Linked DNA regions of Capra hircus: region 1 is linked to region 2. A link is a contact called in public Hi-C data. All regions are on one chromosome and are shown on one strand. Each heading gives the region's core, a stretch centred on a gene start, on an enhancer-like site or on the middle of the called end of the contact. The rest is flanking DNA. Distances are from core to core; before and after follow the strand shown. Region 1 overlaps HECTD4 (probable E3 ubiquitin-protein ligase HECTD4). Region 2 holds the start of NAA25 (N-alpha-acetyltransferase 25, NatB auxiliary subunit).

Region 1 (3,244 bases), core at 86-2,585, 47 kb before region 2:
GACAGCCGACCCATAAAGGATCTGACTTTGATCTCATGGATGCCCCAGAACTAGCTTGGGAGGTGGGTGTAGTGATGGCCCCCATCTGCTAGGTGGAGGGATGGAGACTGGCTTCAGCAGTGATGCGGTTCCCTGGGAGCCACCAGCCAGTTAGTGGTCCCTCAGCCCTTGGGCGGGTTCTTTCCACTCAGCGAAGCCCTGGTGCAGGGGGGCAGAGTGGCTGATGTCCCAGTGGGGTCAGGGTGTTCCAGTGGGGACAGGGCCTGCCGGCAGGGGGTCTGAGAGGTCCCCTTCTGTCCCGCAGGCGGCTCCTTCCGCCACTTCCTGTGGCAGGTGTGCAGAGAGCTGCAGAGCTCCTCGCTCTCCCTCCTCCTGCTGTGCCCCAGCTCCGCCGTCAACAAGAACAAGGTGAGACATGGGGCCTGAGCCCCGTGGGCAGCTCCCTGAGGGGCTGGGGCTCAGCTCTGCGCCTTCCACAAGCCCCTGTGGTCCATCCCTCGCCCCTGCCTCGGCTTCCAGGGCAAGTACATCCTGACCCCCAGCCCCATCACCTACGGGGAGGAGCAGCTGCTGCACTTCCTGGGCCAGTTGCTAGGGATCGCCATCCGAGCAGATGTCCCCCTCCCCCTGGACCTCCTGCCCTCCTTCTGGAAGACACTGGTGGGCGAGCCCCTGGACCCTGACCAAGACCTGCAGGAAGCAGATGTACTCACCTACAATTACGTAAAGAAATTTGAGAGTGTAAGTGAAAAGCGCATTTTTTTTTCTGGGGGGCCGCGGGACTCTGGAACAGTGCCCCTGCCCCGTGTCTGCTGGAGGAGGCGTCAGCTGAGCTCCCCCCACACAGATTGAGGTCCCTGGCAGGGTAGGGGGCAGGTCCTTGCTGCCAGGTTCTCTGTAATCCCCTTAGCTGCCACTTGAGGGCAGCCGGTACACAGGAGCTGCAAAGCCAAGGGCTGGGATGGCGGCTGACTTCTCAGCAGAAAGTGGCCCACAATGCATTGCTTAAAGGGTCAAAGCAGGACACCCCCCAGGGGCTGGGGATTATGAGTCACTGCCAGGCGCTGCTCTGAGAGGCCCTCCCAGAGCCGTGGGTGGGCACCAAGAACCTGAGGCAGGCAAGGGATGTAAGACGGTGTCCAGGCAGACAGTCCAGCCAAGGCTTCCATCTAGAGGGCATAGGCAAGGCCCCAGAGGGTGCCGGGAGACAGAACCACCCCAGGGTTGGCGGGGAAAGCAGACGAACCTCCTTTGGGGTGCCCGCAGCCTTCACCACCCCAGAGCCACGGGGCTGTTCTCCTCTGGGTGGCCTCGCATGCACTTCAGTATGCCGCACGGTGGAGGGTGGCCCGTGTACCTTCCACAGATGGGATTGTCAGGGTTCTCTGGTGACAAGTGACAGGAAACCCCAGCTCAAACCAGCTTAGGAAAACTTTTTAAAAAAATGATTTGACCTTAAAACTGAAAGTATAGATATAGATTGGGCTTCAGACAGAGCTGAATCCAGGTGCTCTGATAACATCATCAATGACTCGTCTCAGGATGCCCCAGCAGTACAAGGCTCACCCTCCTTCAGCCGTGCCCGCACCAGTGAAAGGGAGGGTGTAATTTGGTCTTGTTAGGCAGGCCTTGGTCAGTGCCCAACCCTGAATCGAGGGCATGGCTGATGGTCCAGGCCAGTGCCACCTACCTGTTCATGGTGGCCAGGGTAGCCCCACCCCAAAATACCCAATGTTTGTCCCCAAACGGGGATGAGGTTCTATCACTGGGGATCTGGGGAGCAGGGCAGTGGTCAGCCCCACTCTGCCATGCCCTCCTTCCAGATCAACGACGAGACGGAGTTGGAGGCCCTGTGTGCCGAGATCGCCTCCCAGCACCTGGCCACTGAGAGCCCTGAGGGGCCCAACAAGCCCTGCTGCCGGTTCACCTACCTGACCATGACCGGCGAGGAGGTGGAGCTGTGCAGCCGCGGCCGGCACATCCCCGTGGCGTGAGTGCAGGGCCTCGGACGGGGCCAGGTGGCTTTCCCGGGGGAAGACAGGAGGCAGGACGGGGCGCCAGGAAAGATGGTGGAGTATCTTCAGTGGAAGGACCGTATTTAGGAACACTGGGTCTGGGGCGGGTGACACCCAGAGCAGGAGAGGAATTCCCTGAGCTGCCTGGCCTGGGAGGTCCAGGAAATGCTGCCAGCAGCCTCCTGAGTGTCATCCCTTGCCCATGCCCCAGGTGGGAGAACAAGGACATCTATGCGGCCGCCATCCGGAGTCTGCGGCTGCGTGAGCTGCAGAACGTGGAGTGTGTGACGGCTGTGCGCGCGGGCCTTGGGGCCATCATCCCCCTGCAGCTGCTCACCACGCTCAGCCCGCTGGAGATGGAGCTGCGCACCTGCGGCCTGCCATACATCAACCTCGAGTTCCTGAAGGTTGGTGGCCGGGCCAGGTTGGTGGGTGCATGCGGCCTGTCATCTGTACAGTACTGCGTGTCCTGGTGCTCTGTCCCCCTTATGTAAGAGAGGAGCCGTGCTCATCCCTATCTCACTGCTGAGTAAACGGAAGCTGAGAGAGGTCACTTGCCCAGGGTCACGCAGCCAGGAAATGGCAGGTCACCTGCCTCCAGAGCCTGTGAATTAAGCCACCAACCAGAAGCGAAGCCCCTCCACTGCTCAGCGTGGCCTGCTTTCACCCATGCCAGCTGGGAGACCTTGCCCAAGTGACCTCACCTCTAACGGGCAGCGGCAGGACCCACCCAGTAGGGTCAGTGGGGTAACGTAGGTAGAACCCCTGCTGCCGAGCCTGGCGGGTGGGCCAGAGTCACGCAGACTCTTACCACCACTGCCTTTGCAGTCCTTGTCATAGCTGTGATCTCCCTGTGTCCTGCGGTCATCACCGCGCCCTGGGGTTGGGCCCAGCCTGGGGTTGGGCGGGAGGCTGGGGTAGCAGAGGCTCGGGCCTGCTCACGTCTGGGGCCTCTCTCCACAGGCCCACACCATGTACCAGGTGGGGCTGATGGAGACCGACCAGCACATCGAGTTCTTCTGGGGGGCACTGGAGATGTTTGCCCAGGAGGAGCTGTGCAAGTTCATTAAGTTTGCCTGCAACCAGGAGCGCATCCCATTCACCTGCCCCTGCAAAGACGGGGGTCCTGACACGGCCCATGTGCCCCCGTACCCCATGAAGATTGCCCCCCCAGATGGCACAGCAGGTACTGGCCTTCCCTGTCACATTCCAAGCAGGGACACTCGGGC
Region 2 (3,590 bases), core at 156-2,655:
GCTTCTGATCTAAAAAAGGATAAAACTTTTGTCTGAATCCAAATCACAAGAGGATTTGTAAAGATACAAATCGCCGACCCTACTCCCAGAGCATTTGATCCAGTATGTCTGGAGCAGTGCCTAATAATGTTTCTAAGTTCCCAGGTGATGCTCAAACCCGTGTCCTCTGGAGTGAAATGGCCAGGGAGGTCCCCATCTAGTGTATTTTAAACTCTCCTCAGCTTTAGGAACTATTTTCTCTGAGGATCACAGATCATATCTTCATTTGAGGGACTCTCTCTCCCCAAGCATCCCCATTCTAAGAATTTTTCTGTGTAATTGCTTCTGGAATTTTCTCTTTGAGCTAGAACTCAGGACAGAATTGGGATGAGAGTTTCTAGTGCATTTGGTTTTTAAAAAGTAGTCACCCCCCCACAAGTGCATTTAGGGGCCTTCGTGGTGGTCCAGAGGTTAAGACTGCTTTTACTGCAGGGGTTCTATCCCTGGTTGGGAAAATAAGATTCCAAGTACTGCAGGGTGCAGCAGAGAATTTTAAAAAACAAACAATAAAAGCATTCTGAAATCTTTGATTTTGGAATAATTTTAGACTTAAAAAGAGAGTGAAAAGAGATTAAGTTTTCATATACCCCTCAACCACTTAACATCTTGCATTACCATGGTACATTCATCAAAATGAGAAACCAACATTAGCACAATACTATTAAGTGAACTCTAGACTTCATTTGAATTTCAACTCTTTTTCCACTGATGCCCTTTGTTCTGTTCCAGGATCCCAAGGAAGATATCACATTGTGTTTGGTTGTCTTGTCTCCTTAGGTATTGCTGGGCTGTAACGGCTTCTCAGTGTTGCCTTATTTTTCATGACCTTGACAGTCCTGAAGCCTACCGGTCAGGCATTTTGTATAATGTCACTCAGTGCGATTTGTTTGATGTTTTCTTTGTAACTAGTCTGAGTTTATGGGTCTTCCAGAAAAAAATACTACACAAGGGAAGTTCCTTTCTCATCACCTCAAACTGGTAATGTTAACTTTGATCCCTAGGATGCTTCTTAGCAGGCTGAGCACCGAGGAGGGGGTGAAGGGACCTCGAACTTTTCTGGCACGTTTCTACTTGTCGCTCAGCACCCTTTTCCCCCTACTGTCCCCGGGGTCACCCTCCCACAAGAGTTTCCGGTTCCTCAACAGTGAATCAAAGGCAAGTCTAACTGGTCCTTCCGCACAGAGGAGAAACAGGATGAGCAGGAGCAGCCGAGCCCTGTCTTTAACCAAGTTTCTCCCCCATCCCTCCCCTCACTTTTCACCAGCAAAACGGAGGAAAAGGAGCCACTGAAGTGACACACCTTGGGGGGCGGGGGGCGGGGATGCGGTTTGGGTGTCTGTGTTTTCCGCGCCGGCGCGTTCTGTCGCAACCCCGCGACCATCGCGATAGAAGCGCGAGATCGGCGCTGGCCCTTTAACAGCCCCTTCCCGGGGGCCTGCCCCGCGCGTGCGCACTGCGGTCCTGCGCTTGTCATCATGGCGACGCGGGGCCATGTGCAGGACCCTAACGACAGGCGCCTCCGACCCATTTACGGTGAGTGCCTGGGGCCAGTCTGGTCGCCAGCCGAATGCGCCGAGGGCTTCCGAAGCCGGGGCGAAGGCCCGGGAGGGGCGCTGAGGGGCCAGAAGCCGAGCCGGCGGGCACAGGGGGCGGGCCGCGCGGGCCTCTAGGCCTCAGCCACGGGCCTCGCGTAAGCGCCGGCCTGGCTTTCTCGAGCCCTGAGTTGGTGGCGGCGCGGCCAGGGCGGCCGCAGGTCGGCAGAGCCGGCTTGACAGGCAGGCCCTGTGAGACACTACTCTCGCCGGGACCTCCGCTACCCGCAGGCTGCGTTGTCTGTCCGCAGGTGGAAGCTGGCTCCGGCATGAGGGTGGAACACCCCAGCGTGAGGGAAAATTCCCCACTAAAGACTTTTTACTTGAGGGAGCAGGGCCTAAAGGGTTGTCTGACTAACTGTGCTCGGGGCACAGGGAGAAACAGGTCCAGAGAAGGGAAGGGGCTGACGCAAGGTCAACCCATATCGAGTCAGGAGCAGGCCCGGATTTGAGGCTCCCAATACAGAGCCCTGTGGTGGAGGAACAGCTGCTCTGGGCACACGTGGGAAGCGGGGGCGGCGAGGCGGGGGGGTCTTGGGTCCAAAATAGCGGTGAAGCGACTCTAATAGCTGGTGTCGGGGGGCATGCAGGGAGGGCTCTTCCTTCTTGTAGCTTTTCTGGTCTTTCCTTTGCAGCCTGCCTTCCGCGTGCCAAGTGGATCCCCTTTCATAATAACGCTTACCTCAACCCTCAGGCTCTAAGACCTTGGTGGCATTCTGCTCTTCCAGTTGGGAAAAATCACGTATTTGAGTAAGGGAGGAACACCTCTTCAGTAATCGAGACGTTCTGTAATTGGAAAGTGGCCCCATTTGTATTTCCTTTCCCCTTAGATGCTTCTGTGGTCTTGGTCTAGTTCATAGTGAGGAAGGCTTCAAGGTCAGTGGCTTTCCAAAAGGAGGCCTCGTGTTTATAGGGTAGATGTTACTTAAATGGAGGCTGAGATGATTTAACTTTATTGGATGGGGGTAACTTCATGTTTCTGATACAACTGGTAGTGCTTTTTGTAATTTGTATAATGTTTTGCTCTTGAGTCTTATTTGATTCTAGCAACAGCCTTGTTGATAACAGCAACAATAATAATTATTATTATTAACAGCAATAATGTGGATAGTCTGCTAATTATGTCAGTCACTCTCCTTGGCCTTTTATATTTATTATTGTTTGATCTTCACATTTTCTTCTGGGGTGGGTGGTTTTTCCCAGTCTCCTCCCTTCCTCTCCCCCACTTCTTTCCACAGATGAGACTGGGGGCTTTATTGATGTGTAATTCGTTTAAGGTCACTTACCTAACATGAAACTGGTATCTTAACCCCTGAGGACTGTCCCAGACTTTTTAACCACTGTGTTAGAAATCACCTTAGTTTGCACTGAAGACACTGATTTGCCAAAGGTCACAAAGGTGGAGAGTGGTAGATTTCCATTTTCCCAGGGCTGTAAAGTCTTGTGTATTCCAGTATCCGTTTTAAAGGGCAGAGATGAAGTATACAAGGGTGTCTTGAGGGTAAGTTCTGAATCCATAGTTCACAATGGGTAGCTCATCACTGCTTTATAGCAGCTGCCTGCAGACTTTTTCTTTTTTAAAGACTGAATATTTTTAAGAATAATTGGATTTCTAAAAATTGTTCTTGAGGACCAAAGAAAATGTCTTTGGTGCCCCATAAATTGCTTAAAATTAATGTTTTGAACTATCCAATAGGAAAACTAGTCCCTTTCACACTGTTAGACATCAGGCTATGTTAACCAGATATGTAGGTCATATTAAAACTGAAGTCAGAATTATGTAGCTTTTCTTATAGTTACATGGGAAGAAGATTAGAAGATACTTTCTTTAGGAGTTCCAAGGCAATTAATATACACTGGCAGAATTAGGGAAAGGACTGCCCTTGACTTCAGCACTTCTGACCTCTGGACCTTGGGACAGCCTCTGCTTTTGTGTTCAAATACCTTGGTATTTTTAAA

What was found. A called contact is a pair of places that touch in the nucleus more often than the background predicts.
Region 1: a Hi-C map of blood shows a contact between it and region 2, with 4 times the contacts expected there. The contact joins the enhancer-like site here to the promoter of NAA25 in region 2. A contact is called at or near these places in 3 of 5 Hi-C or Micro-C datasets (all in blood).

What each region holds. Positions count from the first base shown.
Region 1 is chr17:9,101,097-9,104,340 of ARS1.2, reverse strand. HECTD4 (probable E3 ubiquitin-protein ligase HECTD4) reads left to right here. Exons shown (of 76, transcript XM_018061149.1): 71 at 305-408; 72 at 520-741; 73 at 1,824-1,990; 74 at 2,227-2,422; 75 at 2,979-3,201. Among named protein-coding and RNA genes, the nearest start is that of TRAFD1, 26 kb to the right of the region's middle. Within about 2 kb of position 1,335, at least 4 of the 5 cell types and tissues checked have an H3K27ac peak or open chromatin away from gene starts, as enhancers often do.
Region 2 is chr17:9,054,057-9,057,646 of ARS1.2, reverse strand. NAA25 (N-alpha-acetyltransferase 25, NatB auxiliary subunit) reads left to right here and starts at 1,405. Exons shown (of 24, transcript XM_018061148.1): 1 at 1,405-1,572. The coding sequence starts at 1,515.